Regions from separate parts of the Siniperca chuatsi genome. Here region 1 is linked to region 2. A link is a contact called in public Hi-C data. All regions are on one chromosome and are shown on one strand. The core of a region is the stretch at or near the end of the contact, and the rest is flanking DNA. Distances in the headings are between cores, read along the strand shown.

Evidence for each region. A called contact is a pair of places that touch in the nucleus more often than the background predicts.
Region 1: a Hi-C map of an unstated tissue shows a contact between it and region 2, with 4 times the contacts expected there. The contact joins the enhancer-like site here to the promoter of uba3 in region 2. A contact is called at or near these places in 2 of 3 Hi-C or Micro-C datasets (skeletal muscle and an unstated tissue).

What each region holds. Positions count from the first base shown.
Region 1 is chrLG2:25,379,047-25,383,386 of ASM2008510v1, forward strand. fgd5a (FYVE, RhoGEF and PH domain-containing protein 5) reads left to right here. Exons shown (of 21, transcript XM_044170874.1): 8 at 2,991-3,081; 9 at 3,640-3,690; 10 at 3,902-3,960. Among protein-coding and RNA genes, the nearest start is that of trnae-cuc, 9.1 kb to the right of the region's middle. Within about 2 kb of position 1,940, the one cell type or tissue checked has an H3K27ac peak away from gene starts, as active enhancers do.
Region 2 is chrLG2:25,338,486-25,342,483 of ASM2008510v1, forward strand. It overlaps uba3 (NEDD8-activating enzyme E1 catalytic subunit), which reads right to left and starts at 1,336. Exons shown (of 18, transcript XM_044173684.1): 1 at 1,170-1,336; 2 at 1,010-1,048; 3 at 175-295; 4 at 1-59. The coding sequence starts at 1,189.

The DNA.
Region 1 (4,340 bases), core at 690-3,189, 41 kb after region 2:
TATCTTACAGCATGTTTTCACACTTGGTCTACGTCAGCTAATAATTTAGCCTTTGATAACCTTGATCAAAGTCAATAATGTGTCACTTCATTGTAGCCTCACAAAGTTTTCTCACATCATAAACCACTAATTGCTATCTGGAGTAGCCATAAATGGACTGATCTGCAAAGAGGAATAAATGTAGGATATCATCATATCTAAGGACACAAGCATATTTTTTCTCTGTAGAAAGGTTGGTCTGAATAAACATTGGGCTGTTTTTTTCCTACTCATCACTTGTGTCTATCTAAAGACTGTGATTCATCCTACACCTCTAAAATTAACACCCAGAGGCATATTCAATAACCTTTTCTCAGTCCACTGGCAGATTCACTACACCTGCCACTGCAAATACACACTGCATATTGTGTTTACGTTTCCCATATTGCATATAAGCCTGTAATGGGGTCAGTCCTCCACACCCTCCTACACCAGGGCGTTCTGTGTGTGTGTGTGTGTGATGGATGCAGCATTGAATCAGAGCACTGCCTTGGGAATTGCAGGGTGTGTGTGACCCCACTGTAATAAGGGAGAAGGAGGGCCAAGGGAAAGCAAGGAGGATCGTACAGGTCACGGGATATACCTACTGAGAGGGACAACAGTCATTTATCTGTTAGCTGTTTGACACTTCACAAGTCATTATACTTTACAGTATAAAGTGGAAATACTGATCTGAATGTTTTCATTTACTGCTTGCAGCCATTTTTGAAAATGTAAAAATGTTCATTCTTCCATCAGTCTCTAGCTAGCTATTTTCTTCTCTTTTGCTGTTTCAAGACTTAAACCCTTACCTCCCTCATACACCTCTCTTTTTTCTCCACCCTGCTGCTCCTGCGCCTTTATTGCTACAAGCCAAAGTCCAGCAGAATAAGTGGTAGTAATTTCATTGCGGATGTGGTGATGACAGTGATGAAGTAGCCACAGATCCTGATCAGATCAGAGCTAGGCCCTTACAGGATTAAAGCCTCCTCTCCACAGCCAGTTGCTTGTTTACCGCACCATCTATAAACATTGGCCAACACAGTGCAGTGTGTGTGTGTCCCCTTTGTGTGAGAGTGTTTGCGCCTTGTTGTATTTGTGTCTGATTGTTTTGCGGGGGCATGTCCATACACAAATTGTGTGGATCTTGTGGAACTGGTTTTATGAAATCTCTTTCCAAAGCACTCCAGCTTTTATTTATATATTTGTATTTATATTCATGTCATGGCTCATGTTTGTGTGAAGCCTGTGTGTTTTCTCTTGTGCAAGAAGCCCAGGAGGAGAGGCTGTGCAGCAGGTGGACAGAGAGCGATAGAGGGAGAGAACGATGGAGTGAATTCCTTGTAAAGGCAGCAGGGCAATGAGGCAGACAGAAGCTAATTAGAGAAGCAGCCTCCTTTACAATTCCCCAATTAGATCAGTTGCGTGTGTGCAGGCAGAAAATCAGCTGGCTGTGACAGAGTCTGAAAGGTGTGTTTGTTTGTCCGTGCATGTGTGTGTGTGTGTTGCGTGTGTACGTTTATCTCCCAGCACGAGGCATCACATGCTCCCTCTTCTCTCCTCCTCCATTTGGCTCGCTCGCCCAAACAAGCCACACACTAATTACCATCTCTGGAAAGCCACTTCTTCTGAACAAGTGTCAATTGGATGACAATTTACAATCGACACTTGAGGAGAGCGGATGTTCTGAAGCCAAGCGAGTTTAATAATGGAGAGCTGGTTATTATTGTACTCGATGCATCATGCAGTGATCGGGAGAGAGGAGGGGGGATAGAGGAGACAGAAAAGTGAGAGAAACTCAGAGGTTGTTGCTGAGGGCCAAAGTTAAGGAGAAACGGATGATGAGAGAAAAAAAAATTGTAATAGAAACAAAAAGAGAAAGTGAGTATTCGTGAAGGCCTGCTCACTAAAAGAGGCATCAGCTCTCTGTTTTACTTTTGACTCCTGTACTCCAGATTGGGATAATGAAGACAAAGAGTGGTGTGTTTAACTCGCATCCCATCCCTCCCCTTTACAGGCCTAATCAGTGTTATCTCATCACCAGCCCAAGGTCTGTGTGTGTGTGTGTTTGTATCTGCTTGTGTGTGGAGGGGTGCATCAATAGTATATTGTATGTATTGTATGAGTTTGTGAATGTGTCTGAGATTAGTTAAGTGTGTCTGTGTGGGTTCTTGTTTGTGTCCGTGTGTATGTGTGTGCACCGTAAATAAGATGAAGATGCTGTTTCCCGCAGGGTGCTATCTGTGCCTCTCTAATGAAGGATAGGACTTCATTGGATTAGAAAAAACAACGTGTGTGTGTGTGTGTGTGTGTGTGAGCCCAGTCCCCTGTTGCTCCTCTACCGCTCAGGGCATAAATACCTGTCAGAGACAATTAAATCCTGATTGATTTTCTAAAGCTCTCTTTGATTGTGCCAATTTATGTCCCCTTTCACCTGCAAATGACTACTCTGAGGCGAAGAATGGGAGCTGTTCAGGTTTTGTGCTGGAAAGATGCGTGAAGGTCAGCCAGTCCGACAGTATTCCCTTGGTCTCTTGTGACCTTGACTTGCAGCATTGTATTATAGAGGTTACCTTCATTTAGAAGACACAGAGCTGTGGTTTTCTGGGTGCTGTTCAGGGACGCCCAGGGGTCATTTGGTGGGACATCACATGGAGGAAGATTTTAATTTCACTATAATTTTATTCAGCAGAAATGACTGGCAGTGGCATATACAGTTAAACAATTCAATAAATGAACACTAATAAAAAACTTTTCATATAAGATACAATCATAGACTGTATAAAAAGATACAATGCGTCAAGTTCAAGCATAGACTATGTGAATGTGACAAGTTTAAAGCACCTTTAGCATATCTGTCAAACATTTTTGTAACCCACGTAAAGTTGTGATATCTGTATATTTACCTGTTTTGAAAATCTAACTAGTGTGTGTGTGTGTGTGTGTGTGTGTGTGTGTGTGTGTGTGTGCAGACAAGAAGCCCAGAAGAAGATGATGTCCCACTGAAACACCAGCTGCTGCAGGTTATAGTGAGAGTACTTCAATATCGAATGCTGCTCACAGGTAACACACAAACACACGCATGTACATAGTAATCTTTAAAGCAAGCCCATGTAATTTTTGCTGAATAGCAGCCATTGTGGTCAGTAATAGCAGTTATGGGAGAGTAATAACTGCTAAAACTTAGTGTAACAGTATCACATGTAGAGAAGATCTGCAAACTGACACAGTAATGTAAATTACATGGCAATATCTATCTAAGGTTTGCTAGCGGTAGCTAACAGTACTCACCTCTAGCTACTGTTCATAGCGTACAGCGTATTGTTCATGTACCAAACTAAGGCTGTAGCAGCAAAACCCTCATGAATTAAAGTTTTTATATGTAAGAGGAAATGTGTTATTTCTTCTTTTAATAGTTATATACTCTTGCTTTAAAATTCACAAACACAAGCAAAGACAGGAGTATTAGCATAATGTCGTGGATTAGCCTTGCACACTGAACACACCGCACTTTACAATTGAAAAATTGTCACCATTTTCCTTAGGAAGCATTCAATTGTAAATAATCAGTTTGAGTGCCATATTTTCATGTTTTGACTATTTTTTCTGTGTCTTCTCCAGATTACCTGAACAACCTCTCTCCTGATTCTAAAGAATACGAGGACACGCAAGGTAAACCTGCAGAATGGAGCTCTGTGATATTCATAACCGGGACCATAATAGTGATGTTTTTTCAGTAGTCAAAGACATACTGACATGCATACACACTGCAGCTGCTCGACGTGTATCAGGCCCTAGTTGTTGAGTCACAGTCACTGAGTGTGTCTGTATTGAATTCGGTTGCGCATAAATCTCTCTCTTTCTTTCTCTGTTTGTGTTGCAGCTGCCTTGGTGATCGTGTCCGAGGTGGCAGACCAGGCCAATGACAATCTGAAACAGGGGGTGAGTTTACTCTGGGTACACTCCAAGTGTTTATAACATTCAGACTGTTTAGCTCCTGTTGAGTTTGATATATTCACAGCCCAGCATGCCGCTTGAGACACGTCTTTATTCTCCGCTTGGCAATGAAAGAGCAATTTTCGAATGGAGATCAAGCGTGAAGAAGTTAGACAGCTAAGGTTTTCTTGAGTATGAATCCCTCTTCTAAATGACATGCTGGAGTGAAGGAGAGGTCTATCCTTCTTTGGCGCCAGCCTCCACAGCTTGTTGATTAACACAAGGGGTGAGGAAAGATGATGTCATCAGAAAGTCCCAGGTGTAATGATTACAAAGGGAGCAGTGTAAGGGTGGACATGTTTTAAGCTCCCCCCTCAAACATGAGC
Region 2 (3,998 bases), core at 86-2,585:
CCCAGACCACCAGCACCAATGACCAGGATTTTGCAGGTTTCTAACATAAACTGCAATGACTGTGGTGAGAGATAAAGATATTATATATTAGAGCAATACAAGATGGCACAGGACAGATCAAATGACAAATTAAAAGTATCATTAAAGCATCATTCCGCTGCCTGTGATTGTTACCTCTGTGCTGGGTTCGAAGTCAGGATGCGTGAAGGGCCCTGATCTTTCCAGAAACCTTTTGATATGGTTCCATCGCCCCTCCCACTCACAGGCGCGTCCAATGCCTCCATCAACCACCATCCTGAAGACAACAATATGTACATTTAGGATGTATCATCAGCAGCATCTCTGACAATCTCAGTGGTAGATGGCATGCATATGACTGTACGGTTTGATATTACACAAAAACGTCTACTGAGATCATGCAAAAAAACAAAACAATCAAGACCTAAACTCAATACTGTGATTAACTGCCACATAGTTAGGGTGCTATTTACAGTTCACAGCAGATCATGCAATAATTTAAGAGGTTCAAGAAACTAAATAGGAGTAACTGTTACTGTATTAACATGCACTTGTGATTTGTCTGCCTTATGTCAGCGTCTGCTCTAACATGTGTAACGTTTTGTTGTTTAACCACTCTATGAAAATATAGTAAAACTGCATATTTCTGACAGGTGGGCGTTTCTGACTCTCTGACATTTTGTGAATCATCTATCGTTACTCTCTTCCCTGGACAGCTCCCGGTAGCTTTAAGTGAAGAGCTAGCATGTCAACAGTGAGAAGGGAAGTTAAAGTAAAGACCTCTAACTTTGCAAAGAGGTAAATGATACCACAAAATTCTTACTGTATAGACGTGTTAGCTACTCACGACCAACTAGTCAGTATTTTTGTCCGTAGCCTAGCTGTCAGTGTACAACTTGTATTAGGTTAGCTGCTTTAGCTAGCTAACGTTAACCTTCCTTATGTCTAGTAAACTCAAACCTTCCGCCAGTTCTACCAATTCATCACTAACTTCTCAGTCAGCTCCACTACTCTCCTTCTTTTCTTCTCCCTAAAAAGAGAGAATAAAAGAAGGTTCATTCATGCTGTGCTTTCGTAGGTTAATGAGATTTGAAAGCATCTTTCGGGCAGTTAATGACTGTTTCTTGCTTGTTTCTTCGGTAGCTACTTACGGCTCATCCGTGTCCGCCATGTTTGGCTACTTATCTGCCTTCAAATGCCGAAGTTAGCAGTAGTAAATACAAAGACTTTCAGGCAATAATATACAAAATAGTCCGTAGAACAACGGTATATTTAGACGGTGTTTTAATTTGAGACCAACACGGCTATTGTGTCGTGCAGCTAGGGCCTAAAAAAGATAGAACACTTAGCATTAGCTATATAGTTTTAGTTGAATTTCGATATTTCCGAGAGTTGTGAAGGCAACATTGTCAACACTCCACTACAAGGACGGCAAGTACACCTCCGATCCAACAGGTGGCAGCATTTACCCATTTTTGTTTTGCTTAGATGTACAGTAAATCCACCATTGTGCATACCTACTGCATATTATATTAAACTGTATTCATGTTACAAATGTTAATGATGAAAGAGTGTATTTAGCACAGTTGTCCAAATGTCGCCACTTTTTCATGCAAGATGAGTTTGGCCTTTCTAAAACAATGTAGGACATTGGAGCAGTAGGTTTTACAATGGCAAAGATAGTTAAATAATTGACTATACAAGTGATTACTTGATAATTGCTATGCTCTGTGTGGTTCAGCCCTTTAACTTTAGCAATTATCTATAAAACCAGTTAACAGTCAAGGAGAGACAGGAAGAGAGAAATGGCCCATTTGAGTTTCAAGAGCCTGGATACAAACTGTAACTAGATCAATAATTAAATCTTTCAATTTATTTATAGCATTTCGCTTTGTTTTGTTATTATGTCCTTGCAACAAAAAAAACAACTGTGTAAAACAGCATAAAATTTAACTATGTTACAGATTTATTACGATTTATTGCTTTGAGTTGCTTTCATTGTGAATTGCTGCATGAGGTACTTAGCATGAATAAGACATAAAATTGAGATCCTGTTATTAAGTTTAACGACTTTCTTAGTGAGGACCTCTCCCTCAAGTATCTGATTTACTGTGTCCACATTGTGCTAATGAATCTAGGTGTTTAATCGCTCATTATAGAATGATTAAAAAACATTGGATGGGCTTCTATGCATTTCAAGAGACATGCCTGTGGGCACGTGAACTTAATTAATCTATCTGTCTGCAACCCCTCTAATATTAAAGGAAATGTGGTGTAGATACCTTTTGCAGAGGTCACCAGAGATCTGTCTAATGTATGCACTGATAGCCCGGCACTCTCAAATTATTTGTCGCTGGTAAAGGATACTGTGTGTGTGTGTGTGTGTGTGTGTGTGTGTGTGTGTGTGTGTGTGTGTGTGTGAGTGAGAGAGCATGCACACCAGGACATATAGCTTTTCTTCTCTTGAGTTTCAGTGATCTGAATGGTTTGATGGTTTGGTTCAAGATTTTTTTTTTCTTCTGATCTTTAATGAGATGTTCCAAATGACAGCCTCCGAAAACTGATAACTAAAAATAACTGCTGCGGCCATGTCCTTCATAGCTGACTGCCTGCCATCTCAGCCCTCCTCTCTCTCTTTTTCTATTTGTTCTGTCTGTCTTGTCCTCTTTCATTTAACCTCAGCTATGCTCTCTCGTTAAACAGCAGTGAAATGTGATGACATTTCATCAAAAAAGGTGGAAGATGGAATCCCACAAGACACTTAAAAATCGGTTATATTATTAATGAGGATCCTTGCTGTGGGAGGATTGCTCATGGGCACTTCAGTAGGTATGATTGTGCCCAGATCTCCAGGTGGAAGTGATTTCTCCTATATTGGTTTTGCCTCCAGCATTATTTTGAAGGTCTTTAAGCACTGAGTGTTGTTGAATGCACACTGGATCTAAAGTAGGGCAGCAGAGGAATAGCAGTCAAAACATTTTCCAGTGCTGACACATTTTTATAGATTCCATTGAAATGCCATCTGTCATTCCCCCACTTTAAGCAGGGACTTTCTGAATGTCATCTACCGTGCCTTTGAGGTGACCCAGCTCTCTGCCATCCATCACAGCCAACTATAGTTAACATATACATGCAAATATTGAAGAGTCCAGAGTTGAATAGACCATTACTTGAAATACTTGATCATAGCAGGCTACCAGTAATGTGACACCTTGCTAGGAAGAAGAACCTCAGAGGAGCTGCTGATATTTTATGTCTTTCCTCATCTGAGAAGAAAATCCTGTTTTTCCTTTGCACATTTCCTTTACATGCATTGACATGGGAATCTGGGTTTGCCAGCTTTAAGGCCCCATATATCTCCATATCCATTTGCCATTTGATGGCTTTCTGTCAGGACGTCCAAAGTGGTGTTGATTGTGCTAATGATAATATGTCACAGCGATATGTCCCATGTTAGGCACGGAGCCGGGCTGCCAGCCAGAAGACAAGGAGACGCTACAAGCTGATGTTGTGTTGTGCTGTAGTAAGTGATTGATGACTCTCTCTGTTGTAGTGCTTTGATTAAGACTCCAGTGATTTATCGCCACTGCTCACAATGTAATTAGACTCTCTATATACACTCAACAAAACAGTGTTGTCTTGCTATATGATCCCAATATGTGTGTGTGTGTGTGTTATCTTCATATATTATATTACATTGTATTGTGATGGTGTGCGTCAAATGCTTCCCAAGTCTGTCTAGAATAGATTCCCAGGAAAAAACACACACCCCTCTGTTCACTTTTTTGTATTAAAGCAGGAAATGTGTTGCACGTGAGGTATTAAATGATTCAATTTGTGATGGATGTGTTTACCTTTAACTGAAATTGCATGGAGTGTATTCAATTCACTATTGCCAAGAAGCTCTATAAATAGATCTTATTTGCTGTGAAACTGCATCCATGCTGTGTTTGATGGTTCTGGGCTGTGGGTTTCGGTTT